Regions from separate parts of the Mus musculus genome. Here regions 1, 3 and 4 are each linked to region 2. A link is a contact called in public HiCAR-type and HiChIP or PLAC-seq data. All regions are on one chromosome and are shown on one strand. The core of a region is the stretch at or near the end of the contact, and the rest is flanking DNA. Distances in the headings are between cores, read along the strand shown.

What was found. HiCAR-type assays count read pairs that join an accessible place to other places. HiChIP or PLAC-seq counts read pairs in DNA pulled down with a chosen protein or histone mark.
Region 1: a contact with region 2 is called in a HiCAR-type map of astrocytes, with 2.3 times the contacts expected there. The contact joins the promoter of A930019D19Rik here to the promoter of Naa20 in region 2. A contact is called at or near these places in 7 of 39 promoter capture datasets (the C10 cell line, cranial neural crest, hematopoietic stem and progenitor cells and 4 more), 1 of 484 Hi-C or Micro-C datasets (the N1E-115 cell line), 2 of 115 datasets of contacts at active chromatin or transcription factors (the 230-238 cell line and astrocytes) and 1 of 9 other capture datasets (pancreatic islet).
Region 3: a FOXA1 HiChIP or PLAC-seq map of pancreatic cancer cells shows a contact between it and region 2. The contact joins the enhancer-like site here to the promoter of Naa20 in region 2. A contact is called at or near these places in 6 of 39 promoter capture datasets (cranial neural crest, embryonic stem cells, liver and 2 more) and 3 of 115 datasets of contacts at active chromatin or transcription factors (bone marrow-derived macrophages, embryonic basal ganglia and pancreatic cancer cells).
Region 4: an H3K27ac HiChIP or PLAC-seq map of differentiating embryonic stem cells shows a contact between it and region 2, with 6 times the contacts expected there. The contact joins the enhancer-like site here to the promoter of Naa20 in region 2. A contact is called at or near these places in 8 of 39 promoter capture datasets (the 3T3-L1 cell line, the C10 cell line, the HPC-7 cell line and 6 more), 6 of 484 Hi-C or Micro-C datasets (B cells, the N1E-115 cell line, cerebellar granule neurons and 3 more), 18 of 115 datasets of contacts at active chromatin or transcription factors (the 230-238 cell line, CD8 T cells, differentiating embryonic stem cells and 10 more) and 2 of 9 other capture datasets (liver and pancreatic islet).

What each region holds. Positions count from the first base shown.
Region 1 is chr2:146,254,282-146,261,959 of GRCm38.p6, reverse strand. It overlaps A930019D19Rik (RIKEN cDNA A930019D19 gene), which reads right to left and starts at 2,674. Exons shown (of 4, transcript NR_040619.1): 1 at 2,567-2,674; 2 at 994-1,084. It overlaps Ralgapa2 (Ral GTPase activating protein, alpha subunit 2 (catalytic)), which reads left to right. Exons shown (of 41, transcript NM_001033348.3): 39 at 1,473-1,594.
Region 2 is chr2:145,898,971-145,906,579 of GRCm38.p6, reverse strand. Naa20 (N(alpha)-acetyltransferase 20, NatB catalytic subunit) reads right to left here and starts at 3,339. Exons shown (of 6, transcript NM_001141965.1): 1 at 3,218-3,339. The coding sequence starts at 3,270.
Region 3 is chr2:146,362,324-146,369,673 of GRCm38.p6, reverse strand. The region is part of intron 24 of Ralgapa2 (Ral GTPase activating protein, alpha subunit 2 (catalytic)); the gene reads left to right. Among named protein-coding and RNA genes, the nearest start is that of A930019D19Rik, 110 kb to the right of the region's middle. Within about 2 kb of position 5,478, at least 19 of the 459 cell types and tissues checked have an H3K27ac peak or open chromatin away from gene starts, as enhancers often do. A contact at or near this core is called in pancreatic cancer cells, where this site is marked.
Region 4 is chr2:146,395,338-146,402,870 of GRCm38.p6, reverse strand. All of the region lies in intron 21 of Ralgapa2 (Ral GTPase activating protein, alpha subunit 2 (catalytic)), which reads left to right. Among named protein-coding and RNA genes, the nearest start is that of Ralgapa2, 110 kb to the left of the region's middle. Within about 2 kb of position 1,885, at least 20 of the 459 cell types and tissues checked have an H3K27ac peak or open chromatin away from gene starts, as enhancers often do. A contact at or near this core is called in differentiating embryonic stem cells and memory CD8 T cells, where this site is marked.

The DNA of each region.
Region 1 (7,678 bases), core at 1,425-3,924, 360 kb before region 2:
AGATCCTGTATCTGCAGTTTGACTTGATAACTATTTGAAATATACAGATGGGGCAGGGAAGCATAGCTGTTCCTTTTGCACCTCAGTTAATAAACATTGAAATTGTGGTAGTCATGTAGCTCCCAGGTAGTCAGCATTGCTCCAGAGAGCTTCAGGTCCCCTCCTGGTGTGACTCCATCCCTGAAGATACAGGAGTGGGGAGAGAACCTGCATCTGGAGATCAGTATCAAGACTCTACCAAAAGAAAATAGGAAAGCGGCTCCAGTTTTAAAACAAGCTCTAGAGAAACTCCTTGGAAGGGCATAATCACTCCCAACTTATCGTGAAAGGATTGTTTTAAGACACACAGAGTGTGAGACATACAGAATCATGTTTCTTTGCAGCCCAAGATAAAAATCTAAGGGGAATCTACATTCTCTGGGTTTTGTGTTCATGAAGAAATCGCACAATTTTTCAAAATAATCAAAACACATCCTTTAACTTTTGCATCAGTAATGAGGAAGGGAAAATGAGACATCATGCTGGCTTCCCCCAGTGCTAATTCCTAAAGTTATATGTGTAGCGCCTCCATTCATTGTCAGATCATTCTGACTGCTCCTCTTATTGGAAGTGCATGATTCACCTTCAGAGGAAACAGAAGCCTCACACAAAGGGGAAGATTTGCTTTCTGCCCTGTGAAAGGCTGCCACAAGCAGGGGTCCTATTAAGACAGCTGGAAAGTTGCTTCAGCGTGTTACGCTTGTAAGTTTTATTGGTGACTGGTTTTTGATTACACATTTGAATGTTGTGTGTTCCAGACTGCAGCTTTAATTAGACGGCAATGGTTTCTCTCTTTTTATTTTTTTGCAGTTGCACTGTATACCATTTGCTACAATCTCCGTCCATCTCCATTTTCATTTTCTAATGCTCATCACTTACCCTGCTTAGAGGCTCTGCTGCCCTTGCAGAATATAACTCCTAGCCTCCTCCTCCCACTAGGTTATGTTTTCTTACCTTTGTTGAAAGTGCTCACCACTACATCACCAGCTCTTACTTGAAGTATCAGTTCCTTGTGTCCTTAGATTGAGATGAGAATCCTTGTTACCTAGATCCGGAGTGAAGAGGAAGGCTGTCACGCCATACCATTCCAATGTTGGTCTACTCGACCACCTCTCTCCTGGCTTGAGCCAGCCTTCGAGATGGTATAATAATCAGCACTTTGCTATAATTTTGTAACATTTTATATTTATATATGTGTGTGTGTGTGTAATATTATATATGATGTTACCTGAAAGAAACCTAGGTTTTAAGAACTAGCATCTCACTATTATATGTGACAAATATTTAATTTTCTGGCAAAATGCTGAAGAGTTTCCAAGGGTAAGTGATGAGCATTAGAACGGGAAAGCTGAGTAACTGCATTTAAAACAAATCACCCACTGCTCTGCATGCAAAATTGCACGTGTGTTTGTCTCCTTAACTAATTACCGAAGCTACGAAGAGCGAGCTCTGTATCTGGAAGCAATAATTCAAAACCACCGGGAAGTCATGACATTTGAGGATTTCGCTGCTCAAGTCTTTTCTCCCTCTCCCAGCTACTCTGTCAGTGGAACGGGTGAGTGTCTACATGATTCTCCTCCCTCCCGCTTAAGACGTATTGAGTAGCAGATGTACACCTGTTTTTCACAGATAAATGCTTGCAAATTTAAGAAGAACGTTCCCCCTCTGAATCAACTAATGAATTTCAAAAGGAATGATGACATTCATTTTAATTTGTTTTGTATCCGAGCTGTTCGCTGTGTTCCTTTCTTCTGCTATCCTGTTAACCCTCGAATCTAGCAAGGTTAATGAACTTTTTCTCAATAATGTGCTCCGGTTCATTCAGGAGTGTGAGTTTCTTGCTGAGCTGGGAATATGGTGTTTAAAAGCGATGCCCAAATCACTGCATACTTATCAGAAAAGAGTTCCTCACAGTTGAAGCCGTCGCTCTAATGCTAAATGGGGATTATGCTGCTGAGATACCAGGGTCAGGGATTACTGCCAGAGACAGGGAAGGACAGTGTCCCCAGGCCTGTCATTACAGAGGGCCTCGTACACCAGTGTCATGTGGACAAGCCACTGACCACAGCAGCACCTGGTGTGGAGCCTTTAGAAAGTAAATTATAATGGCTTTCATTTAGTAGGTCAGTGGAATTTTCCATGGATTCCCTTATTTTTAGATACATACTATTTCTATATAATACTATCAATTTGAAAAAAGTATGTCCTGCCACTTAAATTGTTGGTATGATTATTACAGGTTTTTTTAAAGAATAAAATTATTACTGGTAAATTATTTTCATGTGCTGTTACAGATTAATTGCCTGTCAGACAGTAAGTGGAATATTTAGTGTACAGCATGTTGAAAATCTCAATGAGGGGCTTCCCTCACCTTCCCTGGTTTCAGCATAGCTATAAGGATGCTTAATAGATTTCTAGCCTGTGTTAATTGCTTCTGAACCAGGCTTGCTTCTCCTGTGCTGACTTGTTAACAAATATCTTACACACAAAGTGAAAAAAATTAAATTCAGTGAAATAAATCACTTACAAATAAAATCAGCCATGCGTCATTGTTTAACATCGCTGGCTTCAGGCCGTGCCTCTTGGAGCTTTGTTGGGAGATAAGAGAGAGAGGCAGGCACTTGCTTGGGAAGCCAGGAGCAGCAGGCAGAAGGCTTGGGAGATAAGCAAGCTGGCAGAGGTGCAGAGCTCCATTTACATAATCACGCCTCTGCTTCCTGGTGAGGCGAGAGAAACACAGGGATGGCCTCTATTGATCTTTGTTGAACTGGGATACTGAGCAACATGAGAAAAGCTTATAACTTAAAGCTTTGATTAATGTTTCTTACATTAAAAAAAGTAGAACAGCTGTGAATTGAATTCTTTTATACGCTCTGCCAGCATTCTATCTAAGACAAGAAAAAAATCTGTTTCAAGGGAAATGAAGATTTCATACCCAGTCTGGCTAGCGGTTTAAAATTGTGTCTAATTTTTCAGTGAAAGAACAGGAGGAATCCACAGCAAGCTAATGCTTTCCAGCTCCATTCAGTCTCTTCCCATCCTTTGGAGACGCTGGGACTCGGCGTTTCTCAGCAGAGGCTTTGGTTTTGGGTTTGTTTCTTGGTTTTTTTTTTTTTTGTTTTTTTTTGTTTTTGGTTTTGTTTTTGTTGTTTTTTTTTTTTTTTAACTTCTAAGAAAACATTTCATTTCTTAAAAATAAAAGAAAAAAATGAAATGATAAATGTTTATATTTCCTAACTTTTTATTTTTAAAGTTGATGATGATCAATGTTATTGAAATAATGATGGCTGTTATTTTCTATGTATATTTTAGCCTCTGTATAAATAAAGTTCAACCAATTCAGTTCTTAGGACTGTAGGAGCATTTTGATTTGTGTGACCACTTTGGAGAAGGGTAGATTTTGTTTTTTTGTTTTTTGTTTTGTTTTGTTTTAGAGAATGTCCTGTTTTTTTTTTCTTTAATTATTTAGTAAAAATTCCAACAGCTTGTCAGGACAGACATTAGAACTTTTATATATGGGGCAAGAAACCAAATATAGAACACCAAAGCAAATGGATTTTATCCTTCAGATCAACATCAGCACCGCATCCCGTCATGTTCACAACTTCTGCTTGCCCTTCACAGTGATAAGGAAAGAGATAGAAATGCAATCTATTTGAACTGCAGTGTGAGGGCAGTGCAGTGAGAATGGGGTTCACAGCCTCATCTGTGCAGGGGCACCTCTCAGAGCTGTATTCTTCCTGGTGTATGTGCAGCTTCACCCCTATTTTCACAGAGGAAAAGACTTTTCACTTATTCATAGTGGTTTTTTTATTTTCTTAGGACAAACACAGTCAAAACCAGATGAGCCCAGCCCAGCCAACTTACACTCAGAGACTGAGGTGAAGTCTGTTCTTCCAGACCACCTGGAAAAATGGACCCTGAACTTCTTACACACAGGGTCCAGTCAAACTGTCTGTGGCCATTTACATCATCAAAGCAGGGACGTGGGCGCCCAAGCGCTTTACATACATATGACAGGCTTCCCTAGGATACAGTCTTTAAGGAAGGTACTGCACTGTATAATACAGCACAGCCAGAGAGCAGCACAGCCCCACTGTAGAGAGATGTGCAGCTGAGCTTGACCATAGACTCTGTTGATGGGAAAAGCCTGTGCCTGCCACACTCCCTGACCACAGAGGCCTAGGAGCCAGAGCACCCAAATGAGTGAGTGTACTTCTATCCAAGGTACACCATGAGCTCTGAATAGGGACATGGGACTCAAATATAAGAGTTCATCTTCTGTCAACTCCTTTAAAAGGAGAATTCATCTCCCAACCAGAAATGCTATTTTAAAGCAGCCCTTGGTATCTGTTGCATCTATTGTTAGAATTAATAATACTCTGTATGAAAGGTATTTGGATAGCTTTTTTACCTAGCCCTGCCTGCAGTTTGCAATTTGATCCCTTCCCATATTGGCAAGTAATAAATAATCGAAAAGGAAGCTGATATTAACATTTATATGTTTTATGCATGCATATTTGTATATTCTTAACCCACAGAGCTATGGGAGTAGAGTGCTAAGTTTGTGTTTTCATGTTATCACGGAAGGGGAGCAGCAGAGAGGACTATAAAGGGTTAACTGGAATGGGCACCCTCGAGTGCTGGGGAGGGACTGATGTAATCACTGCAGCTCACAGCCAAGTGCATCTGTTCACCATGAGGTCATTCTTCTGCATGCTAATGACCTGGAGAATCCAGTCTGGTGTTTGACATTATCCAAAGGGATATAGTGTAAATCTTTACCTTTGGGAGCGGCTCTTACTGAACAAAAAGAGGGAAAGAAACTTGTTTGGACTTGCATGGGGGTTTCCTTATTGCTGGGGTTTTTGGGTGGTTTTGGTTTGGTTTTTTTTTTTTTTCACCCCCTGAAGCTGCTCTAAAGATTGTGTCTGGACCTTACTTGGAGTAGTCCATTTGTGTCTGTTGATAAGTGAATCCCAAAATTTCTGTTATGGTCACAGCTGTCAATTTGGCAATTGAGAACAGTAGGTTTGTCTCATGTAAAATCTAACTTTCAGCATTTAAAATTATCATGGTCAGAAGTTGGTGAGAATGTTTTTATCCCAAGGAATGTATAAAACCAAGTTCAAGGAGATTTGTTCTCAGTGTCCCTGGATTGGCTGGTGTTTGTTTGAGATGCCAACACTGGTTATGGCTACTGCCCACTTCAATACTGCTGAGGAGGGCCAGCAGAGGGAGCACAGGTCTTTGTTTATTTGTTAGTCTCAAAAACACAGCCCTTGATTTCTCCAATACAGAGTCAGCAGTACTTTCTCCTTCCTTTGTGACAGGCGAGGTGGAAAGGCTCCAGGATAACAGAGCAAGTGGGAGAAAATGTGTCACCCCGACTTTGATCCCCTATCTGCTGCTTGAATATAGGTCATATTTGAGGCTTAAACCAGATTAGTCTGGGTCAGTCTTAAGATGCTGCCACTGCCCAAAGCTGCACACTTTCCTCTTTCTCAGATGTGTGCCTGGATGGTGTCTTGGAAAGGAGGATTGTGGTCATCTGTCTCGTAGAATAGACTTGTCATTCTTTCCTGCTTTTCACTACAATAGCTTTTGACACTGTACCAGAAATCCTAACCTTGTCCAATGAATGAATTCACAAAGCCACAGACATCCTGCTATACCTTGGACATCCCAAAGGGAATCTAGGTTATAGATGCTGCACTAGTTCTGTAGTTCACTGGCCTTTTCCCCAAGGGATGAAGAAGTTCCACCAGCTTCCCCTTGTTGAGGCCACCATGCATGGGTGCTCACTATACCAGCATCTTACACCATGCATGGGTGCTCACTATACCAGCATCTTACAGACTTATGATTTTGTATACAGATCCTGGAAGGAATATTTTACTGGGCAATTAATAAGCAAGTTAGCCCCCAGAAACAGACAGGTAAAGCCCAACCTTGGCCCAACAAGCTTTTCATGCAGGTTGAAAGGGTAATCCCCTGCATATCACTCAGTTGGTATCCACTCTTTCTCATTCTCCCTTCCTCCATCCCTGTTAAAGTGGTCTTAAGAAGGCTTAGATTGATAGCACAGCTTATACTTATGCTTCTTATGTATTTAGCTTTATCATAGCTTAGGGAAACCAGCAAAGAACATCAGAGAATGTGGAGGTAGAAGGGACTTCATAGAATAGCAAGTCTAGCCTCTTCTTAGTAGTTTTGACTAAGCTAAAGCATAAACCATGAATGAACAACTGCAGGTTGCAGACAAGCTTGACAACTATCCCTCACCTTCCATCCCACATATAGACATGCCAAACCAGTGCCTACGCTATGATGATGGTCCTATAAATCAACAATATGGCTGGTTTGTTGTTGATATTAAAGCCCAGAATTAAATTTGAAAATTACATGTAGAGAACCCAGAAGTTTTCTGTAAACATAAGTTCTCTTATGTCACTGTCTACTTAAGAGCTCACAACCAGCCCAACTTAAACCCTCAGCATACTTGGCTATCCCTGGCCAATATGTTGCCATGTGTTCTGTAGATAGATAACTACCTCCACCCCAACAATGCCATCTGGCCCCAGCCTAGATCTTTTCCACACAGCCAGTTCAATTCTGCCCCTTTTTGTTTTTGTCTTGTAACTTATACATGTATTCTTGGAAAGGTAAGAAGCTATTGATAGAAAGTTCTTAACCACTCTTAATTCTATCACCTAGACCCAGCTTGCACAACATTGTATTTTAGTGTGATCAACTTACAATGGATTTATATGACTCTTACAAGTGCAGGAACATCTGCACTTCTGTCTTATTTTTTTTTAAAGAACATGTAACTCTGTAGTGCATGTGTTTATCTAAGGGAGCTATAAATTCTTTAAAGAACAATGCCTGCCATCTCCTTTTTACAATACATGCAATAGGAGAAAAATAGGAAAGCAGGACAGAAAGAAGTCAGGCTGTTGCTTTAAGTGGTACAGGTGTGTCTCCAGACCACAGATGTGTTGGGTCTGATGCAAGATGCAGAACAAACACCTATAATTACATTTCATCTGCCTTCTCCCTTCTCTTAGGAAAAGTGGGTCAGTGACAAGCAATATGGTCAAAGCCTGGTGTGGGGAGACGGGGGGGGGGGGGGGGGAGAGCCAGGAGCCAGGTTAATCCCCAGGCTGGGTAGTGCAGCTCTGAGTAACTGAAACTTGATTCTGGGTGCTTTTGTAAGTGATGTTCAGGGTTTCAGAGAGAACTCTCCATGGCCCTCTTTGTCACCACAGTTTTGTGCTTATTCATACCTGTATCCTTTTAACACTCCGTTACTCCTCTCCTGTTGCTCTGGGAGACAGGCAGAGGTGAGACATATTTTTCCATTTGGTCAGCTAGAAAGTGATACTGCAGCCTGTCAGATGTGACATCTCTGAGACAGCTCTGCCTTCCTTAGGCTGCTGCCACTGAGCAGACCTCTAAAGGGTACCTAAGGATACACACAAAGTTCTGGAACCCTTGAGAAGACCTGAGTCTCTACTTTTGTGGTAATGAGTCTTAAGAGAGAAAAAAAGATATACATGAATGCTTTGTGTCTTAAAAGAAAAAAAAAAGTCCTAGATACTTCACAGCAAAATGTGACTACAAGTGAAAGTAAGCC
Region 2 (7,609 bases), core at 2,090-4,589:
CTTAGAAGAATCCATTAGCAGCACTCCTCCATGCGTTCTGCTTCACTTCCTGCCTCCATGTTCTTGCCTTGGCTTCCCTCAGCAGACTCTGACCCGGGTATTTGGACCAGTGTTTTATCATAACAATAGAAGCCTTATGAGTTACATGCTATATAAATATTATCAATTGTAAGATACTCATTTAAAAATAATTACATGCTGGGCAATGATGGCACATGCCTTTAATCCCAGCACTTGGGGGGCAGAGGCAAGCAGATTTCTGAGTTTGAAGCCAGCCTGGTCTATAGAGTAAGTTCCAGGACAGCCAGGGCTATACAGAGAAACTGTCTTGAAAAAACAAAAAAAGAAAAAAAAATTACATGTTAAAATGAATAATTTTACCAAGAAATAGTAATGTTTAAAAAAAAAAAAAAAACGGGCTGGAGAGATGGCTCAGCAGTTAAGAGCACCGACTGGTCTTCTGAAGATCCTGAATTAAAATCCCAGCAACCACATGGTGGCTCACAACCATCCGTAATGAGATCTGACGCCCTCTTCTGGTGGGTCTGAAGACAGCTACAGTGTATTTACATATAATAAATAAATAAATCTTTAAAAAAACAAAAACCTAGTGACAGAGGCATTGTAGTTTTTCCATTGACTTCTCTAGTGTTCAAGATACTATTCAGACTCCACACCTGCAAAACATAGGTAGGCAAAACAACAAAACAACTGGTCTTACTGGTCTTAGTGCTGTGAGAACAGTTTTGGCCTTAGAGTGGTCAGGAACCAATCCTGAGGGCCTCTGGGTGCTGTGACCCTGCCCAGCCCTATAGAGACATGTTTGGCTCACCTAACTGTCTAACTCACTCTGCCCTTCCTCTATTTCCTTACATGAAAATGTAAAAATAAATAAGTGTAAGAAGAAACCAGCCAAAGGCCTCTATCTGACTTTGCCCACCCAAAAGCCCTGCACCCAGACACTGCTTGCTCTTCTGCCATTATAAGGCAAGCAGACCCCTCCCTCTTCTCACCAGAGGACACTTCTCTTACAATTCTTTCTCTCCTGTATTTGTACCTTCCACTTCTGCCTCTCCTGAAGGGGGTGTACAAATGCAGCCCATGCTTAGCCATCGCCACCTCATGATAGTGCCCTCCCCTGCCTGGAGTCCTCTTGTTTGCTAGCTTCTGGATCCCACCCTGGGTTTCCTCCCACCTGGGTTTGGCCTTTCAGTTTCATTTACTCTAGCACCTAACCTGGTGACTCACTGTTTCCTAACGTGAGAAAGTGGGTTCCTTCACTGGCATTAACAAGAGGAGGCGTCACCAAGCCAGATGCGCTGAGACCTGATGTTTAATAGGCGTCCATGTGTATTTTCCTTCTACCTTCTCCATTTCCCTATTACTCTCTTCCTAGAGCTTCATATGCAGATGCTTTATCTCGGTTTCTTAAGTTCAGGCTCTGTATCATCTACACAGCATCTCCCTTTACCACTCCAGTCTATTGCCTCAGTGGCTTGCCTGCCTACTCTATTGCCTCTAATCAACACCTTGTACTCAGTAGATCAGAATTCAGACTGAAGAATTTTTAGACACTATGTGCCTGTACCTTTAAAGGACACCCCCCCCAATTATTCCCTAATACAACCGTATTGGAAGCACTTATAAAATATGTACGTTGTACTATATAAGTATTCTATTGATTTACAGTACATGGAAGTGCTTGGGCTATTTGCATACCACTCCATTGCAATAAGGGGGTTGCACATCACTGAATCTTGGTGTATCATAGAATCAATCTCCTGTGGATACCAAAGGATCTCAGACTTGTGATCCTCCAACCTCAGCCTGAGTGCCAGGATCAACCTTTTTCATTTATTGAATGGGTATGGGTTTTATATGTCTGTGTGTTACATGCATACCTGGTGCTTACTCAAGCCAGGAAAGGCCAGCAGCTTCTTGGAACTAGTATTACAATCAAGTGTGAGCCTCCATGTGGAGTGAACCCCTGTCCTCTGGAAGAGCACCCAGTACTTTTAACAACTGAACCATCTCCAGCTCCATGGGACCAATTTTTTAACAACCACCAGGGCCAGTCTCCACCTACTCCACGTCAGGGTTCTGTGTGTGCAATCCCTTCCCTCACCCAGAAACTGAGGACATCAGCACATGACAGAATTTGTGAAGATTTAAGGGCCTATTATTACATGAGCGCCTGCCACAAGTACTAAAATGCACAGAGGATTCAACACAAGCGGGACCTAACCGAAATCTCACAAGATCGGATCTGAACCAATTAAACACGATAATTAAACCTGGCTTCACCTGAAGCAAAGGCCTACCCTGCTTCACACTCCATTTTCCTGCAGCCTTCTCCAGAGTTTCCTCCTTGCCAAATTTCCTTCATCAAGGTTCATCCCCTCTTTGAAATGTCCATCATCCCAGAGTTTCTTCCCTTCTGTTACCTAAACCTTCCGGTCCATACTTCTTACTACGTTATATCAAGCAAATAACCGAGGTCATGTGTCTACAGGAGTTCGCGGTGAAATGCTGAGCTTTTTAAATGGTCATAATTTGGATTCCAAACTAAATTTTTTTTTCTTTTTAAAAAGCGAGAAGGGGAGAACGGCAAATCACGGGTTTTTAAATTTTGGACTGAAAAGAAACCACACAGCACCGGGGAGTCTTCAGTACATTGGATCCCCAACCAAAAAAAAAAAAATGTAGTCTAGCTGGGTGTGGTGGGGCATGCCTTTAATCCCAGCACTAGTAAGACAGGAAGACATATCTGTGAGGTTTAGGCCAGCCTCGTCTACAGAGAGTTCCTGGAGCCCAGGGATACGAAATGAACCCTGTCTTTTTTTTTTTTTTTTTTTTTTTTTTAAGAGAAAAAGAAAAAAACCCAAGGCAGTCTACTTTGGGCGCTCCGCTACTGTAACTACCAAGCACAAACCACAACTTGCTGAGAGGGCCCGGAGCATCGCAAGGTTACTTCACTGGGATACAATTTAACCAGGACCGCGCTCCTTCCCCGCCCTCCCTCCGCAGTGAGGCCGCCTCAGGGAGCGGGCGCGGGGTGTCCAGCCCGGCTCCGCATCATCCCGGGCGCACCGGGAGCGCCGCGCCTCGGCCAAGGTCACCGGTCAGCGCGCCCGCGCAGCGTCCACCCGGCCCACGGCCCCGCGAGGCTGACCCCGTCCCGCGCCGCGAAGACAGAGGCCGGCCGTGCCTCACTCACATGTTGTTGAAGCGGAACAGGTCGTCGCAGGTGAAGGCCCGGAGCGTGGTCATTGCGCCGCCGCCAGCCTCCAACCCGCTCGGCGCGACCCCGCGCCCGCACTACCGGAAGTACTCGCGCCCGCGGCCGCCATGGGGTGGGACAAAGAACTACTTCCGGACCAGAGGTTGCTGGGCAACAAGAGTAGCGTCGTAGCTCTCTCTGGCGGCTGAAATCAGCAATTGCCTTAATGATCCGCGCCCCGCAGACCCTTTCCAAAAAGTAGGCAGAGTAGTAACAAGGAGAAAGAAGCTGGAGTCAGAGAGCCAAATCGTAAAAGCAAGCTTCAAAACTACAAAGATGCTTCACAGGGTGAGTTAGGAAGTGATCCCTAAAAGGATGGCTCAGGGCCTCTTCTCTCAACCACTGTCATGAACCAGGGATGTGACCTTAAATTTTCTAGCACATTAAAATTATTTAGAAGAAAGGAAGGAAAGAAGGAAGGAAAGGAGGGAGAGAGGGAGGGAGAGAAAGAGAGAGAGAGGAAGAAAAAGAAAGGAAGGAAGGAAGAACAGAAAGAAAGAAAGAAAGAAAGAAAGAGAGAGAGAGAGAGAGAGAGAGAAAGAGAAAGAAAGAAAGAAAGAAAGAAAGAAAGAAAGAAAGAAAGATTATCTGTATAAAAAATGTGAATATCTTATCTTATTTTGGCAATAAGACTTTGAAATCTGGTCCATATATTTGCAGTTTATTTTAATCCGAGAGAAAAATGATCAGAACTATTTGTTTTCGATGCTGATTTTAATAAATGTGTGATTAAAGAGCAGATCAAGCCAGGAATAGTGCCTTACACCTGTAATCCCAGTAGTAAGGAGACAGAGACAAGAGGCTGTTAGTGAGCCTCGAAAACCCTGGTCTATATAGTGAGTTCCAGGCCAGTCAAGGACACATAGTGTGACCGTCTCAAATACATGCATACAAGATGATAGAGCTATCAAAGTAATCCAAACATGTTTCCAAATAACCAAATGAAACATTATCTCATGTCTAAGTTGAAAGTTAACCATTAGGAATTACATTCTTTCATCTGGCCTGCTACATTTTAAGCACCAGCCCAGCGTCTCCACGGCATAGACCCAGTGACTGAGGAGACTATGTACTGTCGGGCTGTGAAGCTGCCTTCCCCTCTTCTCCTTACCAGCAGTTGGGGTGGTCCTGGAGAACATGCTGCTGAGCTCAAACCAATCCAACTCAGCGAGATGCCTACATTACAGCAGACTCACATCCCCAACTCCTTTGGGACTCAGTTGCTCCGCAGGTGTCTTGGGAATTCCTTGGCCAAACCTGAGGGCCAGGTGTGGTGGAGAAGAAAGCAAATGGTTGAAAGAGCAGGTAGTCCCAGTGGCTCCTCGCCAAGCTTTGTCTCTAAGCCTGATGAAGTAAATTATACAATGAATAATTGTAAACATGGGTATGACAGGCCCGAAAGTATATATATAACTGCTACTATGGTAGAAAGGTGGAGTTTGACACCATGAGTTCAGCTTCTACCCTCTATTCACTTACTTTGGCAAAATATGCCATGAAATGAACAGTAAAATATATTTTTGAGGGAAGTTGAGGTTATGATGCTTATACAAATGGAAAAAATGGACAAAGTCAGAAAGAGTCTGAACTAACCAGTAAGAGAGATATGGTAGTCTACTCAAGGAAAATTTTAAATGCATGTGGTTAAAACAAAGACAAAATTGAGAGGGGGGGACATGTGGGGGAATATGAATTTGATGGGTGTATATATGCTCATATTTCATTGTATGTGTGTATGAAATTCTCAAGAATAAAAATGTTTTAAGCCAGTGAATGTAAGTAAATTTGCTTTTTTTCATGAATAAGTGTATCATTATACAAAGAAAACTATAAGTAAAATACACACAGCATATTCAAACATGATCCCAGGACTTAGAAAGATGAAGGAGAATCTTGTCTTCCAGACCAGCCTGTGCTACATAGCAAGACCCTGTGTCAAACATCAATAAAAAACAGAGTAAATAAATGGCCAAGGTGCTCAGGACCGCTGGTCAGCATCCACAGGGCAGTGTCCTCTTACTTCTCCACTGGACAGCACATGGGACACTCGTATTCTTATGGGTCAAGAATCTTTCATCAATATCCATTTTCTGCATCTCACAGATTTGTACAAAGAAGTGGAAGATAATAAAAATGAAACTCAGAAGAGTTTACTACTTGGGGTATCCAGTATTGCTTTTTGTTTTAATTGGCCATGTCAAAATATTTTGCAACTTTTTTTTTTCTGACATGATCCAGTGTTGATTTGAACTAGCTGGTTGTGAAGTTTGGATGATATTCATAATTTTCTTCTGATTCTGGTTTATAACCATAAGGTTTCTAAGTATTTTAAATATAATAAAATTTTAGTTTAGTTTAGTTTAGTTTTTTCAAAATAAAAAGGTGAGTTTAATACAGAGGCAGCACTTGACCCATGCTAGATACTGTGGGCTACTAATTTGCAACCCATGAGAGATGGGCATAGTGGCTGAAACATGTATCCAGCTGTTGGAAGATTAAGGTGAAAGGAAATAAAACTTGAGACCTGTGATTCATGTAATGTATGTCAAATAGCCCAAAGAGTTGTTTGTGAGCTTTGAAACCTGGGGCTGAGAACATAGCAGAACAGACCAGGACATGCCCGGGCAGGCCCATCGCCTCCCTATCTCCCACCCCTCTGACCTAAGTTAAATGTTACAGGCTGCTGATGTTTAAATGGACCAATCATGTGAACACAGTCCAATTCCTCCCCCAGCCCCACTCCTTTTCTATAAAAACCCCTAGCTTCCAAGCCTCGTGGTCGAATCCGCTGTCTCCGCCATTAAAATACCTCGTATTGTTACATCAAGGTGTTGTGTTCTATTTGTGATTCTTGGGTGCACGTTGAATCAGGAGCTGAGTGGGGGTTTCCCCACTAGGTTCTTTCAAAGGCAGACAGACTGCAAGCTGGAGGGCAGAGTGCATCCTGATATAAATAGTGAGACTCTGTCAGAGAGAGGGAGAGGGAGAAAAGGGGAGGGGGAGGGAGAGGGGAAGGGGAGAAAGAGATGGGGGAGAGGGAGGAAGGGAGTGGGAGAGGGAGAGGGAGGAAGGGGGGAGGGAGAAGGAGAGAGAATTGATTTTTGAGTCGCAAGCACTGCCCTCTAGCTAGCTATAGAATAGCAACACAATAACACAGAGAAAAAGCACAGAAGGTACACAGACCTCCCTTCTCTCCCTGTGACTCTACTTCAAGTTGTTACCAATCTTGTTGCTCAGCACCTTTGATCTGTTGGCATTTGAAGGGGCCCAGTACAAGGCTAGCCAGTGCAAGTTGAAAAGTCATCTACAGATCACAGGGAACCTACTGTCATCTTATGCAACAGAGTATTTATTTACATTACAGAATAAGTTATTTATCTCTAAGCCTCCATCTCTGCACCCCTGGAGTATCTCTTCATAGTATCCCTTCGTGGGGTTGTTCAGAGGACTCATGCCTAGCATGCAGAACAGTACCTGCCCTTTTTCCAATGCCATAGAAGTGCTTGTTAAGGAAAACCAGTGAAATGAAATTGAAATACTTTGTATATTTAAGAATTGAAACTGTAAACAAAGAATGTGAGAGAGAGAAAAAAAAAACTCAACAACAGAAACCTTAGCAGAGTTACTGCAGGGGCATTGATATATCTCTACTCTTGCCTTGTGAACAGCCTATAGCAGAAGGCAGCGTTGCAAGCTACCTCCCTTCTCTCTTACTCTATGCCACAGAAAAGCCTACATGCTTGTCTTATGGGTTTTAAAAATACATCTGAGGTCTATTTAAATTTTAAAGCCTGTCTTATTTTAATAAAAGAGATTATGTGCACATTAACGTATTGTAGACGTGTGAAAACATACAGACAAGAAAGTAACAATGACTCAAAATTCTGCCACCCAGAAATAGAACCTTTGGATGTATAGATACTCTCTGCCTAGTTTAGGAGAATAGAGAAAGATTTACTTAAAAAGTGACTCAGATTATTACTGTAGATTACATATAATATTAAGTAAAATGTATGACTTTAACAGTCCTTAAAATTTTTTTAAAGATTTATTTATTTATTATATGTAAGTACACTGTAGTTGTCTTCAGACACACCAGAAGAGGGCGTCAGATCTTGTTACAGATGGTTGTGAGCCACCATGTGGTTGCTGGGATTTGAACTCAGGACCTCCTCTGGAAGAGCAGTCAGTGCTCTTAACCACTGAGCCATCTCACCAGCTCACCATCTCAACAGTCCTTAAATTTAACATTAAAAAAAAAAAAAAGAAAGAACTGAGGTAAAGCTAAAGGAAAGCAGAGGGTGGTAGAACTGGGAGGTGGAGGCAGGA
Region 3 (7,350 bases), core at 4,229-6,728, 460 kb before region 2:
AGATAATCTTATCCAAGCAAGTATAATATATGAACATCACAAAATACGCATGTTACTATTGAATACTAAAACCCATATAAACAAATGGAAAATATCTCATATTCTTAGCTCTGAAGACAGTACTCTCAAAGCTGATCTACAGATTATACAAACCTTATTATCTCAGTGATTGCTTTTACAGAAGTATAAAAGCTGATCCTAAAATTCATATGGAATTATAGAGAGTTCTGAATAGGCAAAATAATATTTTAAGAACAATATGAAATCTTAGTTTCTGGTTTTACAACTTACTAAAATAGTATAGTATTATTAAGTAGTTAATATAGAGCAATAAAATAGAATTGAGAATATGGAAGGAAACGTATCAATGAGTGACTAATTTTTGGTGTAGGTACAAAAATAACCCAGTGGGCAAGATATAATTTTTCTTACAGTGCTGAGACAACTGGACATCTTAGAAAACAATAAAAGCAGGTATTGAGTAAAAGGTTGGTTCATTGGGTAAGAGTACTTGCTGTGCAAACTTGAGGACCTGAGTTCAGATTCCAGCACCCTTGTAAACATCTGGGCAGTGGAGAACCATTGGGGCTTGCTTGTGGCCAGTGTGACAGACCCTGTCTCTAGGCAGTAAGACAGAGTAGTAGAGCAGGCCACCTAATGTCTCCTCTAGTCTCTATGAATGTACATAGATACACATACCCATGTACACATATTTGATATACTGCACATACAAGTACAGACACACACATACACACACGCACACACAATGAAATTAGCCTCCATCTCAACCTCATACTATATGCAAAATTTGACTCACAATGAATCAGTGGTCTAAATGATATGTCAGAGCTAAAGCTGTAATATTTTTAGAGGAAAGTAAAGCTGGAAATGTGACTATCTTGGAATTAATGTTAAAGCCTTGGGAATGACAAGGGTCAAAAGAAAAGGGGAGAATAGAAGTCATGCTTTCCCAGAGTTAAAATCTACCACACACCAAAGACATTCAAGCAAGTGAAAAGATGACTCACAAAATGTTAGAAAATATTTCCAAATCACATGCCCAATCAAGGTCTTCTGGCCAGAATATTGGAAAAAGCTTCACAGCTCAATAGCCAACAGCAAACCCATGGTCCAAATATAAAAGGATGAAAAGCTTAATAGACTAAAATATCTCCAAAGACATCAAAATGGCTCACAAGCACAGGAAATGATGTTGAACATAATCAGTCACGGAGAAATGCAAATCAAAACCACAAGGTACCTCTTCACACTCACTAAGGTGGCTGTTAAGGTAATTTTGTTAAAAGGGAAAATAATTATGACCAGATTTGGAGAAATTGGAATCCTTGAACTTTCCTGGTGAGAATAATAAAGTGGAGAAACTGCTGGTGGGAAGCAGTCCCTCAAAATGTAAACGCAGTTCTCAGAAGCGGCAGTTCCACTGTGAAGGAACGGGCTACAGAGATTCACACATCTGTAGAGTGCCACTGTTGCACCAAGGTAGAAATAGCACACATGCCCAACCAGCTAGTACAGTTAAAAACACAGCAGGTGTGGGGCTCACACTTGACAGCCTAGCCCTCAAAAGGCTGAGGCAGGAGGATTACTGGACCTTTGGCTACATGAAACCTGTCTCAAAAGATAAAAGGAAGACTATCAACACAATAGAATATTATTTTTAAAAATAGTTAAATGCCAGACATGTTAAATCATGCTGGCCAGCCTCAACTACATACAACCTGGAGGACTACATGAACATTATCTCAAACAAAAACAAAATTGAAAACAGGATAAACCTTGAAAACATGTTAAGTGACAGAAGCCAGATATAAATGTCACACACTATAATATTCCATATTCTGAAATGTTCAGAGCTAGCAAATCCAGAGACAGACGGCAGATTAGTGGTTGCCAGGTAAATGGATAGACGGAAAGCAGGGAGTGGCTGCTAATGGACATTGAGTTTCATTTGGGAGTGATGAAAATGTTCTCAAGTTAGATAGTGGTGATGTTTGCTTAATTCTGGGACTACACTAAAAGCTATTTTGTACACATTATTTTATTACATATGAAACCTTTAATAAAGTTGTTACACATAGCAAAAATAAGATGCAGTTGGACAGGGCTGCTGACTTTCCTACTCTACTATAAAACAGTCATATGTAGTGTTTCAAACCCACCAGGTCTTTCTTGCTTTTCAAAAGCCAGTGGAGCTTTCCTTGGCAGATGAGGGGTGAGCTGTTACGCAAACATAAACAAGTTTCCAGATGCTTCCTATGGGCTTGCAGGCTACCTTTGCCCCCATCCACACATTACTGTGCGACTGGCAGAAGAGTTCTATCCAGAAGAAGTGTCTTTAACACACCCCACCTCCCTTCTGCTTGTGCATGCCACTGTCCTGGAAACTCTATGTCACAGTGGTCCTCAGGGCACAGAGCTAAAGGAGTCTTTGAGTCTCAGCCACTAAGCCCAATTACTCGATTTATATCCCGTTTCTCTGGGCTTTGAGTAACCTAGTCACACCCACAGAAGTCACATTTTTGAAAACCTGCCGCTCTTCTCCAAATAAATTGCATCTTGCTTGGCCATTTACACAGAGAACCTGTAGCATATACCACACATCATTTGACTCAGATCCTGAGAGTAATTTGCAGTTTCATACTGGTGCCATGTTCAACTATGCCTTGGTGGTGTGGGGGTGGAGAGGTGGGGGGAGGAGGATATGTGTAATGACCAAGATTTTATTTTTGTCACCAGAGGTCAGGTAGCAGCGTATGGTCTGTCTGTAAAAGGATGTTCTTGTACACAGAGCAGGAGCAGCAGAGAGCCACTAGCAGAGAAGAGAGGGCCAGGCCTGGAATTTGAAGGCTTCTGATCTGTTAGGATAACTATATCAGGCTGATACTTACAAATGTGTCCTACAGGTACTAAAAGGTTGTGGTTGTGGTTGTTGTTAATTTAAATTATATCCACACATAATGTAAAACTATTCCTGTTCAATCAGATATATTTTTATAATTTCCAGTGGTGGGATGAATCTTGTCTTTTTAATTAACCAAATTATTGGGATACAGAAATGTTACCAAAATAAAAGGTTCCTGTGGTCTATACTAGATAGTAGGTACAGTGAAATCATTTCACTACAGAATATTTCTTAAAAGGAAAAGTCAAATGAGGAGTTAAACGATTTTGCACTCACATATTTTATTTCTTGACGACTGCTCAGCCTCACAGAGGGACTAAGTGACTTTAGGTGGGATAACCGATCTGTTTGCTCTGGAGAAGCAGGCGCAAGTCCTCCAAGGAAAGACCGGGAGACAGATGGTCGGCTATTGTGTTACAGCCATCATCTGCTGGGTCATGAGCAAATAGTAAGTGAAAAATATACACGTGATTGTGAGAGGGCACAGCGGTGGCCTCACCAGCGCAAGAAGGACGAGGCTTCTGCTCAGTGGGGTTTCGGAGAACGCTGTGTTGAGATGTTAGATGTGCAGGGTTAATCCATTTTAAACTAGGATAAAGTGAACATTTGCCCCCATTTCTGACACTACTATGCAATATTTTGAATTGAAATGGCAAGTAATGGCCTTTTTTTTTTTGCTTTCCATAACAACACAAGCACTAAATTATAGCTGTGCAATTATGTAAACAATGGAAATGCTTCCAGAAGGAATCCTTCCTTTTAAATTTTCATTTCGTGTAATTGTTGGAAGGTTTAGAGCTGTAATAAACAAAATTATTTTACACATTTATCGTTCTAAAGGTCAATTATAAGAGAACTAAAGAAGCAGCCCTGTGCAGAATGAGTAAGCCAATTTGTGCCGCCGTCACCATATGTTTTCCTTATCACTTATAGTTTTTCCAGTTACTGTGTACATAGCATTCAATTAAAGTGATTCATTTGAGGGGCTGGATGTAGTTTGTGTTTATAGAACTGTGCTTTGGAGGAGAGGAAACAACACGCCTCTATTTGAATTACCTGATTTTTTTGCAAGATCAGTGATAAGAGACAGATGTTCTCACCAGTCGCTTTCTCATAAGCCAGAACCTGGTGATAAGCTGCAAAGGCACAGTTAGCATCTCACAGTCTGGCTTTCCCACTCAGCCTGGAGCTTGCATACGGACCTTTCACTAAAACGGGAAGGGGCAGTGTGTCCTGTTCACCGTGTGGCAGCAGGTCACAGGGTGGTTTCTCTCCAGTAAAAAACGTGGTTTGTCTGCTCCATCCTAGTCAACTTAAAGAATAAACCTGATTCCTGCTCCAGACTCCATTTACCGCAAAGCCTGTTGTTTACTTTAACTACTTGTTTAGTCTGTTTAAAAGGTACAGAAAAAAAAGAAAATCAGATCTTACTACCAGACTCACTTGTTTGAGTGCTACAATTCCTCAAAAGGCTAAAGCTTAGAAAACTTACAGGTTGTGTTCCTGAATTTGCTTCCATTTTACCCCCAAGTTATATACACAATCTCTAATTGCTTGTTAAAGGGGTTGTCTTAGGGTACTGATTGCTAGAGCTTTTTAATTTCTGGGGTAATGTATGATCAAAGTAACTTCTCTATGTTATCTCTGAAATTTTAAAAAATACCTTCCCTCAGTAGATTATTAAAACATTCATTCAATAAATTATTAGGGGGCCAGGCATAGTAGTGCCTCCCCCTTTAATCCCAGCACTTGAGAGGCCAAGGCAGGTAGATTTTTGTGAGTTAGAGACAGCCTGGTCTATAAAGTAGGCTGTTACACAGAGAAACATTGTTTCAAAAAAACAAAAACCAAACAAACAAAAAACCTAACTAAATAAATAATATTGAGTGAACCTTTGAAGTACGTTATATAGAGTAAAAATTCTTCATTTTGAAAAACATTGCTAGCACTGTTTACTTCTGTACTTTGAAAGCCTCCATAAAACATCTATTTGCATCTGCATCCCACTGCCTACTGCTCATTAAGGAAGGGTCATCTCATCTTAGGGAAGAGAGAAACACATTGCTTTGGGGGTGACCCACAGTATTGAATCCAGGCCTTGTGGCCTCAGTTCTAGAGTACTTCACAGGGTTTGAACACAGGGAAATTTCCCAACAGTGGTTACAGTAGAGTCAGCCTTGAGAGAAGGAAGGAATCATTTGATAAGAATAACAGCCTTTTTGTTCATCACAACCCATCCTTACAACTTTCTCAGGCCAGGTGGAGGTGGTACAGCCATGGTGGTTGGCCCTATGACATTGTAAACCTCCGTTTTAAAGACGAGTGCCTATCTCAAAGTAAGGACTTCTGGCAGCTAGTGATGTTTTTACAAGAAATTCATCATCATTTGCTTGTTAATACTATATTGTTTTAAAGAAGTTTCTGACAAAAGGTAATCTTTTTCTATTGTAACTTTACATTTCAAAAATGTGAGTCACTTTGAAAAAATGTACTAGACAAATCCTGCTTGCTTTATAGTGAGGCTACTACAAAGGGCATGAGGACTAGCCCTGGTGTGATGGGTGCGTGCTGAATGCCATTCTGTCTTGTTCATATGGAAAGCCCTATAGGCTATGTAAACTATCAGACCAGGAAGGATTTTATTTTGAATTTTCAAAGATTGATGGTAATACCTTGAGGTGGAGGAGTTAGAGATGAGTGGAATCGCTTCTCGGCCTTTTGACTGAGATCAAATGTAGAGATGAGTAGAGCTCATAGTGCATGGTCCTCTGTTGGGAACATGGATGGCAGATGCTCTCCTGAGTGCCATGTGGCTACTCCTAATTTTAAAGTGTTATCTCAAAGGTAGACCTTTTGGACTGCTCCATTTCAGTGTAGATAAGCAAAGTAAGCCAGCATGTGGTGGTAATTTGGCTGACTGGTCATATGGCCCCCTCTTTAACCCCCGAATTAACCCTACCCCAGTGCTGTCCTTAGTGACTATTGCAAAGGCACACTTTCTCTCCAGGCTCTGTCTTACGTGGGTGGTAAAGTAGGGCAGGCTTGCCATCTGTCATTGTCCCTCTTTTTCCCATCTCTTTGCCCATAGAAGCAGGTTCAGTTGAAGTCACTGGCCCAGGTCCAGGGAGTGGGTGAGCCCTGTGACTTTATCTCAAGTACTTTGTCTCTGCCATCTCTAGCACCAGTGACAGTTTTGTAGTTTCTGAGTGTATGGTTTTAACCCCCCTAAGTCTTTCTGCATACTCACCAATGAAGCAAGTTTATAAACTATGGTTTCAGCTTATTATTCAATTCCTAGTCCCCACAAACCTATTCCAGAAAACCATCTTTAAACCAAAATTTCTAAATTCCAGTGGTGAAAATGGCTCATTTGAGTTTAGTGTGTGCTAAATGCTTAAAGGTTTTTAAAGCCCTTAGGCTTCAGGGTTTTAGCTCCTCATCTCACCAGATGGAATTAAGGCAAACATAACAAAGCTAACATCATGGCTGTTTGCATTATTAATCTTCAGATGCATGGCATTCTGGTACCTTGCTAGCCAGGTTTGCACGAATCCATTCATTGCAGCATATGTCAACAGAAATGTGCTTCCATCTGCTGCTGGAAAGCTTGATGCCTGATATTCTGAGACAAGGCCCCAGCACAATGCATACCTCTGTGAGTAATTACAGGTGTGTGGTGAGGAGCCCAGGGCATTAATCAGAGGCTTAATTATGAAAAAGGTAGATCTTTTGTTCCACTCCTGGAGCATGAGTCTACTACACACTTTCTAACCTGCAGCATCCATCTGCTCAGCCCAGAGAATGTTTGTCTTGGCTGATATAGACCCTAAAGTGTATCGCAGGATGTGATTAAAACAGGCTTAAATATTAACAGGGAAGAAACCTTGGTTTAGGGTTTTTTTTTTCCAATCCCTTCCTTTTATCTATCTGTCATCTATCTATCACATATTTTCCTCTTATCTTTTATCTATAAATCATATATATCCATTTATTTTGTGTAAGAAAACGTTCACTGAAATGCCAAACTTCAAGTTTTAAACTAAACTACTTCTCATAAGTGAACACTAATATAGTAAGCATTACATGGTCATTTGAATCATGTAAATAGTATTATTTAATGTTAATTATATCTTCTGTAAGAAAACATGTCTTGGGAAAATGTTATGTGAGCACATGGAAGTTGTGTTTAAGAAGACAAATCATAAAATGAGGTGAATCTTACTATGAAGGGCCTAAGATAACTATGGAAATTAATATGTTGCTATGCTTTGCTCTAATAGTAAGTCAGGATTTGTTCAAGTAGCCACACTGACAGCCAAGGTTCTTACATTTTGCTATTTACTTATATATTGACACTAACTATTAGCTGCACTACAGCAAGTCACATAACTAAAGTACTTCAGCATGTGGTTTCGATTTGTGTGCCT
Region 4 (7,533 bases), core at 636-3,135, 500 kb before region 2:
AAAACCTGAGTGCAGCTGTTTAAGCCTTTAACTTCAGCATTGTGAGCAGAGACAAGTAGATCTTGGAAACTCACTTACCAGCCACTCTAGCAGAAAAGCCAAGCTTTCTAATTCAGTGAAAGGCTCAGTTTTAAAGGATTAAAGTAGAGACTGATAGAGGAAGATACCTAACCTCTGGCTTCTTCATGCATGCACATAGGTATGTGCACTCGCATCCATGTACTACACCACCCATACCACGCAGACCTAAATAAATAAATAAATGACCTGATGTTTCCCACTGGGCATGGTGGCACACACCTGTAATCCCAGCATTTAGGATGTGAGTCAGGAAGCACTTAGGAAATAAAGACCCATTTTTAAGTGCTAAAAATCAACAAAAGTACAAGTAAAGCCTAAATTTCATTCCAAATGGTTTTTCTTGATCAAGCAAACTTTAATTTTCATTGGGATTAAAATCAAAGTTAACCAAAGTGTCTGATATTTTTGTAAATCCTTGGAATTATAACATTAAAGTATCATTCAATCAGCATAAATTGTATTTATATAATAATGTATAGAATAGGTAATGATCCTGATGTTAATACTACAGGATTTAAGACTTCTAATTCTGTAGGGCAAGCAGGCTAAATCCCTCTATTTCTGTTTTGTGAGACCCAGGGAAATCATCCCTCCCCCCTTCCTGACCCCCACATATATTAAACAATACTAGTAAGTGCCTGAGTCAGAATTGGCCTCTGGATGCTGAGCTGTCTCTGCACTCCCCACTATATCACAGCTAGAATAATAGATGGGAAGCCCTTTGAACTGCTGGAGGGTTGTTAATGCATTTATTTAGGGCCAGTGTATAAGAGATTTCTGCACGATGGTGCGATAGATCTAGTGCTGAGTTTTACTTGAATGTTCTTAAAGGTGAACCAGATGCAGTTATTTTTATTGAAAGGAAAGAAAATTGGATGAGTGCTTCTTTTGTTTGTCCTTGAGAAAGATTAGTTTTGATCCCATTTCAGAGTATGCATCTGACTGCTTAGTGTAGTGAGCTGTGTAACTCTGTATGGTGCACCATGTTGTGGTTAACTCCTCCAAATACTTTGTTCTTCTTTGAAACACTAAATGGAGACTCAGCACACATAGTTCAAGAGTTCATCCTGTCAGCTGTGGAAAGCACAAACTGTAATATGATGAGGCTTAAGGATTATCACAGTTCTGAACTTAACTTTCTGTTCTTAAGAGAACAATTTCTTCATTAAAAAGAAAAAGAAAGAAAGAAAGCAACAAAACTTGAGATACAGAAAGAGCAAGCCATCTGTGGGTTTGGGTGTGTGGCTCAGTGGTAGCTTTTGCCGAGCATGTGTCAGGCCCTAGGATTGATCACCAGCACTACAGAAAACAAACAAAAAGTGTTAGTCTCACTGAATAATCCTACCCACTATCAGCTGCTTAGAATGAAGAAGGCCAGAGTTGGGGAGTCGGGGGTCAGCTAATAGGCTACTTTAATATTTGCTTGCTGTTTAAATCATCTCATGTTACTGAAAACAATGGCTAAGTTTATTATGCATTGTTCTAAAATATACCTGGGCTATGTTTAATCAGGCCTATTAATACATCTAAGTAAAATGGTGGTAATTAGGAGAAATTGTCTCTGAACACAGGTGTCACATAGGGAATTATCAAGTTTAGTCAAGAAACAGAGGAAAAAAATGTGGGAACAAGCTCTGTTGTCTTTTCAACAGGAAAATCAAGGCAAGGTAGGGTGAGCAGTGAACTCAGTAGACTGTAAACACTGAGGCTGTCTAGTTGATTGGGATCTGGCCCTGGTGCGGGAAGGGTAGGAGTAGATGGGCTGATCTGTCAGAGACAAAGGTAGATAAGCAAGGGAGAAGCTTGTGTTGATTCATTTACATATGAAAAGCCCATACTCTCAGGGAGGGAGGAGTTTACTATTTCTATAGTAAAGTAACACCAGGAGGGGCAGTCCCTCTCTAAGATGCCATAGCCCCAAGTGCCATAGCGTTAAGAGTACAAAAAGTGAAAAGATGAAGTAATATACACATCACATCTGCTCAGAAGTGTGGTGTATCTGTGGCTCTGCTTTGACACTTAGCATTGTTTCTGAGCTTATCCTTTAGTTAACAGAGAAACCTTTGATCTAGAAATACAGATTTAGATACTGTGAGAAATATAAAAAGATACCTGGGGCTGAAGAGATGGCTCTTGTCATACACTTGTCATGCAAGCATACAGACTGTAGTTGGATGCCTAAATCCCACAGGAAAACCAAGCACGTATACTAGTCATTTGTAATCCCAGCTCTCCAAAGACAAAGATGAGGGGCCCCAGTGGAAGCTGGCTATCTAGACTAAGTGCAACTGGTGAGCTCTGGGTTCAGAGAGATATTCATTCTCAATAAATAAAGTGGAGCCTGATTGAGAAAGACTACCAATGTCCACCTCAGTTCCCTATATGCACTCACACTCACATACATGCTTCTACACATGTGTAAGTGTATACATATACACACACGTACATGTGACAAAAAAAGATGAATGAGTCACAGCTACTGATCTCTTAGGAGTTTACAACCAAGAATTATCTCTGATAATGTGATAAATGTTCTGTAGCTTATATAATGAAAGTTAAAATCCTAGGATTTCTAGACAAAGAGCATTTGATATAAACTTCAGAACTTAGTCCTTACAGGTGTGGGATTGTGGTATGTGATAGAGGGTCTTCTTGAGAGAGGGGTAGAAGAAATAGAATCCCTATCTCACATCATGCCTGAAATTTGTTCCAAAGGTATAGAATTCTTAAATATGAAAAGGAAACTCTAATACACTTGGAAGAAAATGTCCTCCAGAAAAGTAAAAGAAAGAGAGAGAAAGTAAAAACCCCACCTATGGTCAGTCTTGGGGTAGAGAGGGTTTCTCAGTGACAAAGGAAAACAAGTAACCAAGGGCTGACCCTAAGAAATGTGGTGATAGTTCAACCTCAGCAGATCTAAAACTTTCAAAATCAAGGGAACTTTAAAAATTATTTGACTAGTTAGGATCCCAAAAAGAGGAAGTCCAACTTTGATGATCATTCCTTTCTAGGTCTTAGATTTAATATAAGATCTGATAATAGATAGCTGATGCCTCATTTTGGGTGGAGCCAGTGTCTTCCTCTGATGGATTATGTCCTCCAGTCTGGAAGGCAGATTATCTGTTGTGTGCACAGAATGCCCCTAACTATCAGGACAGTGTGAGTAAGAGAAGCCTTAGTAAGTAACCCAAACCAATGAACATATATGCTTTACGCTTTAGATAATTATTTAGTTAAAAGTATTAATTAAATTTTAACCTTAAAATCATCATGTAATGTAGTTTCAGATCTCTTTTAGTTAACATATTTATCACTGACCTACATCCAAATGTCCCTTACAGGAAATCCTTTAATTACAGTTGTAGATGTGAATTGAACACTGTTCACTTACATTGAAGTTGATTTGTAGAAACAGTTTATCAGTATTCTCTGTCATCACACACATGTTTGATGTTTTACCAGCCTCTGATATGCTTGTATATCATGAAATAATATAAAGTAAGTAGTAAAAGCTACACTGGCATGGGTAAACTGCCTTTTAAAGTCTGAACTGAGATTGAACAGTAATGAAAGGAGATGAGGGAGGGGCGGGAAGTCAGGCTGCCCTGCAGTATAATGCCAACTTGTATCCTGATCTTCTGATCCCTGAGCTGGCACCTGGCTTCTCTATCCCTACAGTTAAGATGTTAACAAGAGTCTGAGAGGTGATAGCATTTATTTTCAAAGAAAAGGGCTTTGCTTTGCTCAAACTCTGTCAACTATGTAAAATTACAGCTGTATTAACTGGTCCTTTGGTCATAAGTACCCATTTGCCAGTTAAAAATCTGTTCAATATTTTCAAATTTCTGAATTTTATACTTATCTGCTATAATCATGTATTTGGAGAAAGATGGTAAAATTTTACATATGTTTAAGAGTTCCTACTTTAGTAATTTTAAAGGCCTCTATAACATTTAGAAACAAAATGACATAGGCTGCTAATGAAATTAAAGCAAATATTTGGTATTTTGGAGGTGAACATGGAATTTTCTAAAATCTCTTAAATCCCCATTTTTAATCAAGCGTTCCTTCATTGAGGACCCGTCTACATGTAAAATGTCAGCATCTGTTCTGGAACTCGTGCCACCAGCCGGATAATTTTGGGCATAAACACTTTAGCTCATTAAAATCTTCACAGTAATATTGAAAAATGAACACAGTCACTCGAAAACCTTCTAAAGAGCTCAACATATTTTGATAGTGGGGGATGTTGCCTACGATTTTAATCTCTGAGACAAGAATGATTCTTGAATGCAAAGCAGGATTGAAACAGATTTTCTGTGCAGATCCTTAGAAACTGAGGGTCTGGTTGGTGGAGGCACAGCAGTGCAGGTGGTGAGTGAGTACCCAGCCTTCATGCATGTGGAGCTGTCACTTCAGCAAAGCAGCAGTGCCACTGGGATGCTGGGGCTGGTCTCACTTTGTATGGCTGCATTCATAAAGTTGGGGAATTAGGATGAAGCAAGGTTATGAGTCACCTAATTTTCTTACCCACCACTAAGGAATTGAAGCAATATGGCAATCTTATTGAAAGAAATAAATGTCATATCATGCTCTTTATTCACTTGAGGGCTTAGGTTGATTCATAAGCATTCATTAAAGCATCCTCATGTCTCTGCAAACAGCAGCTGCCTGGTACTGTACTTGATTTTATAGGAGGAGACTCTTCTGAGGCTTAATAAAAGTCACAAAATGAAGAGGACCCACAATTACGCTTTACCCTCTGTGCCTTCAGTTTTCCAGACATGGCTTGTGGAAATTCTGGTTTGGATGGCTATACATGTTAATGTGTCTTCTCCACGGAGTGTATGGTGTTCCTCTGGAAGGAATCGTCTCGCTTTCCCCTAAGCAACATCAGTGCTTCCATGGATAGCCTTCCCATGACACCACCTGTCATCCTTGCTGACTCTTTTATCTCTGTGCCTGGGGAGTCTTCCATCACTAGCACAAAAAGTGGTTGGATCCATCTTGGCCCTGCTTTCTGCTTTTCTGATTCACTCCTCTGGCTCCTTGTTGACTCTCTTAGCCCCTCCTCAGGTGCATACAGAGATTTGCTTCATTTGCCTAGACAAGGCCTTTAAAAAATGCAGAAATCAGTCCATTCTTATTTGTATGGGGTAAATGCTAGAATAATTTTGGGATAATTACATAAATAAGAAAATAATATATTAGAGAGAGAAAATGCTGGCAGAAATGGGAGAACTCAGTAAATTCTCACCAAAGACTCAAAGCAGAAGCAGAGCAAAGGTGACTTAAACAGAAAGCATAAAGATTTAGAAATAAGCCAAACATATTAGCTACCACAATAAATGTAAATGAGTTCTTTAAAGGAGAGAAGACCACCAGTGTAGTGTGGGTGGACAGCTGGGTAAAATTTAAAGTAGAAATTATCAGCAAGAGCAATAATTCTACGTTTACATGCACTTCCCAGCTTCCAGACATATAAAGCAAAATTTGGGGAAAAAAAAGACATGAGTTATTACTGATAAAACCATTCTCATAGAAGAAATATGAGTATAAACTGCCATTAATTGATAAGCAAAAAAATACTAATAAGAATAAGAAAACATAATACAGTTAGCTCAGTTGAGTGGACACGTGTGGCTATATGTATTTGGCAGAAGTTCAGGTTTGTTTTTTTAATTAGGTATTTTCTTCATTTACATTTCCAGTGCTATCCCAAAAGTCCCCCCATAACCCCCCCCACTCCCCTACCCACCCACTTCCACTTCTTGGCCCTGGCATTCCCCTGTACTGAGGCATATAAAGTTTGCAATGGCCTCTCTTTCCACTGATGGCCGACTAGGCCATCTTCTGCTACATATGCAGCTAGAGACATGAGCTCCAGGGGGTACTGGTTAATTCATATTGTTGTTCCACCTATAGGGTTGCAGATCCCTTTAGCTCCTTGGGTACTTTCTCTAGCTCCTCCATTGGGAGCCCTGTGATCCATCCATTAGCTGACTGTGAGCATCTACTTATGTGTTTGCTAGGCCCCGGCATAGTCTCACAAGAGACAGCTATATCAGGGTCCTTTCAGCAAAATCTTGCTAGTGTATGCAGTGGTGTCAGTGTTTGGAGGCTGATTATGGGATGGATCCCCGGGTATGGCAGTCTCTAGATGGTCCATCCTTTCATCTCAGCTCCAAACTTTGTCTCTGTAACTCCTTCCATGGGTGTTTTGTTCCCAATTCTAAGAAGGGGCAAAGTGTCCACACTTTGTTCTTTGTTCTTCTTGAGTTTCATGTGTTTTGCAAATTGTATCTTATATCTTGGGTATTCTAAGTTTCTGGGCTAATATCCACTTATCAGTGAGTACATATCATGTGAGTTCTTTTGTGATTGGGTTACCTCACTCAGGATGATGCCCTCCAGGTCCATCCATTTGGCTAGGAATTTCATAAATTCATTCTTTTTAATAGCTGAGTAGTACTCCATTGTGTAAATGTACCACATTTTCTGTATCCATTCCTCTGTTGAGGGGCATCTGGGTTCTTTCCAGCTTCTGGCTATTATAAATAAGGCTGCTATGAACATAGTGGAGCATGTGTCCTTCTTACCGGTTGGAACATCTTCTGGATATATGCCCAGGAGAGGTATTGCGGGATCCTCCGGTAGTACTATGTCCAATTTTCTGAGGAACTGCCAGACTGATTTCCAGAGTGGTTGTACAAGCTTGCAATTCCACCAACAATAGAGGAGTGTTCCTCTTTCTCCACATCCTCGCCAGCATCTGCTGCCACCTGAGTTTTTTATCTTAGCCATTCTGACTGGTGTGAGGTGGAATGATTTGCATTTCCCTGATGATTAAGGATGTTGAACATTTTTTCAGGTGTTTCTCAGCCATTTGGTATTCCTCAGGTGAGAATTCTTTGTTTAGCTCTGAGCGTCATTTTTTAATGGGGTTATTTGATTTTCTGGAGTCCACCTTCTTGAGTTTTTTATATATATTGGATATTGGATCCCCTATCTAATTTAGGATAGGTAAAGATCCTTTCCCAATCTGTTGGTGGCCTTTTTGTCTTCTTGACGGTGTCTTTTGCCTTACAGAAGCTTTGCAATTTTATGAGGTCCCATTTGTCAATTCTCGATCTTACAGCACAAGCCATTGCTGTTCTATTCAGGAATTTTTCCCCTGTGCCCATATCTTCGAGGCTCTAAAACCATCCAGTGGAAAAAAAAGACAGCATTTTCAACAAATGGTGCTGGCACAACTGGCGGTTATCATGTAGAAGAATGTGAATTGATCCATTCCTATCTCCTTGTACTAAGGTCAAATCTAAGTAGATCAATAAACTCCACATAAAACCAGAAACAGTGAAACTTATAGAGGAGAAAGTGGGGGAAAGCCTCGAAGATATGGGCTCAGGTTTTTTGTTTTTGTTTTTTGTTTTTTTAAAGATTTTATGTATA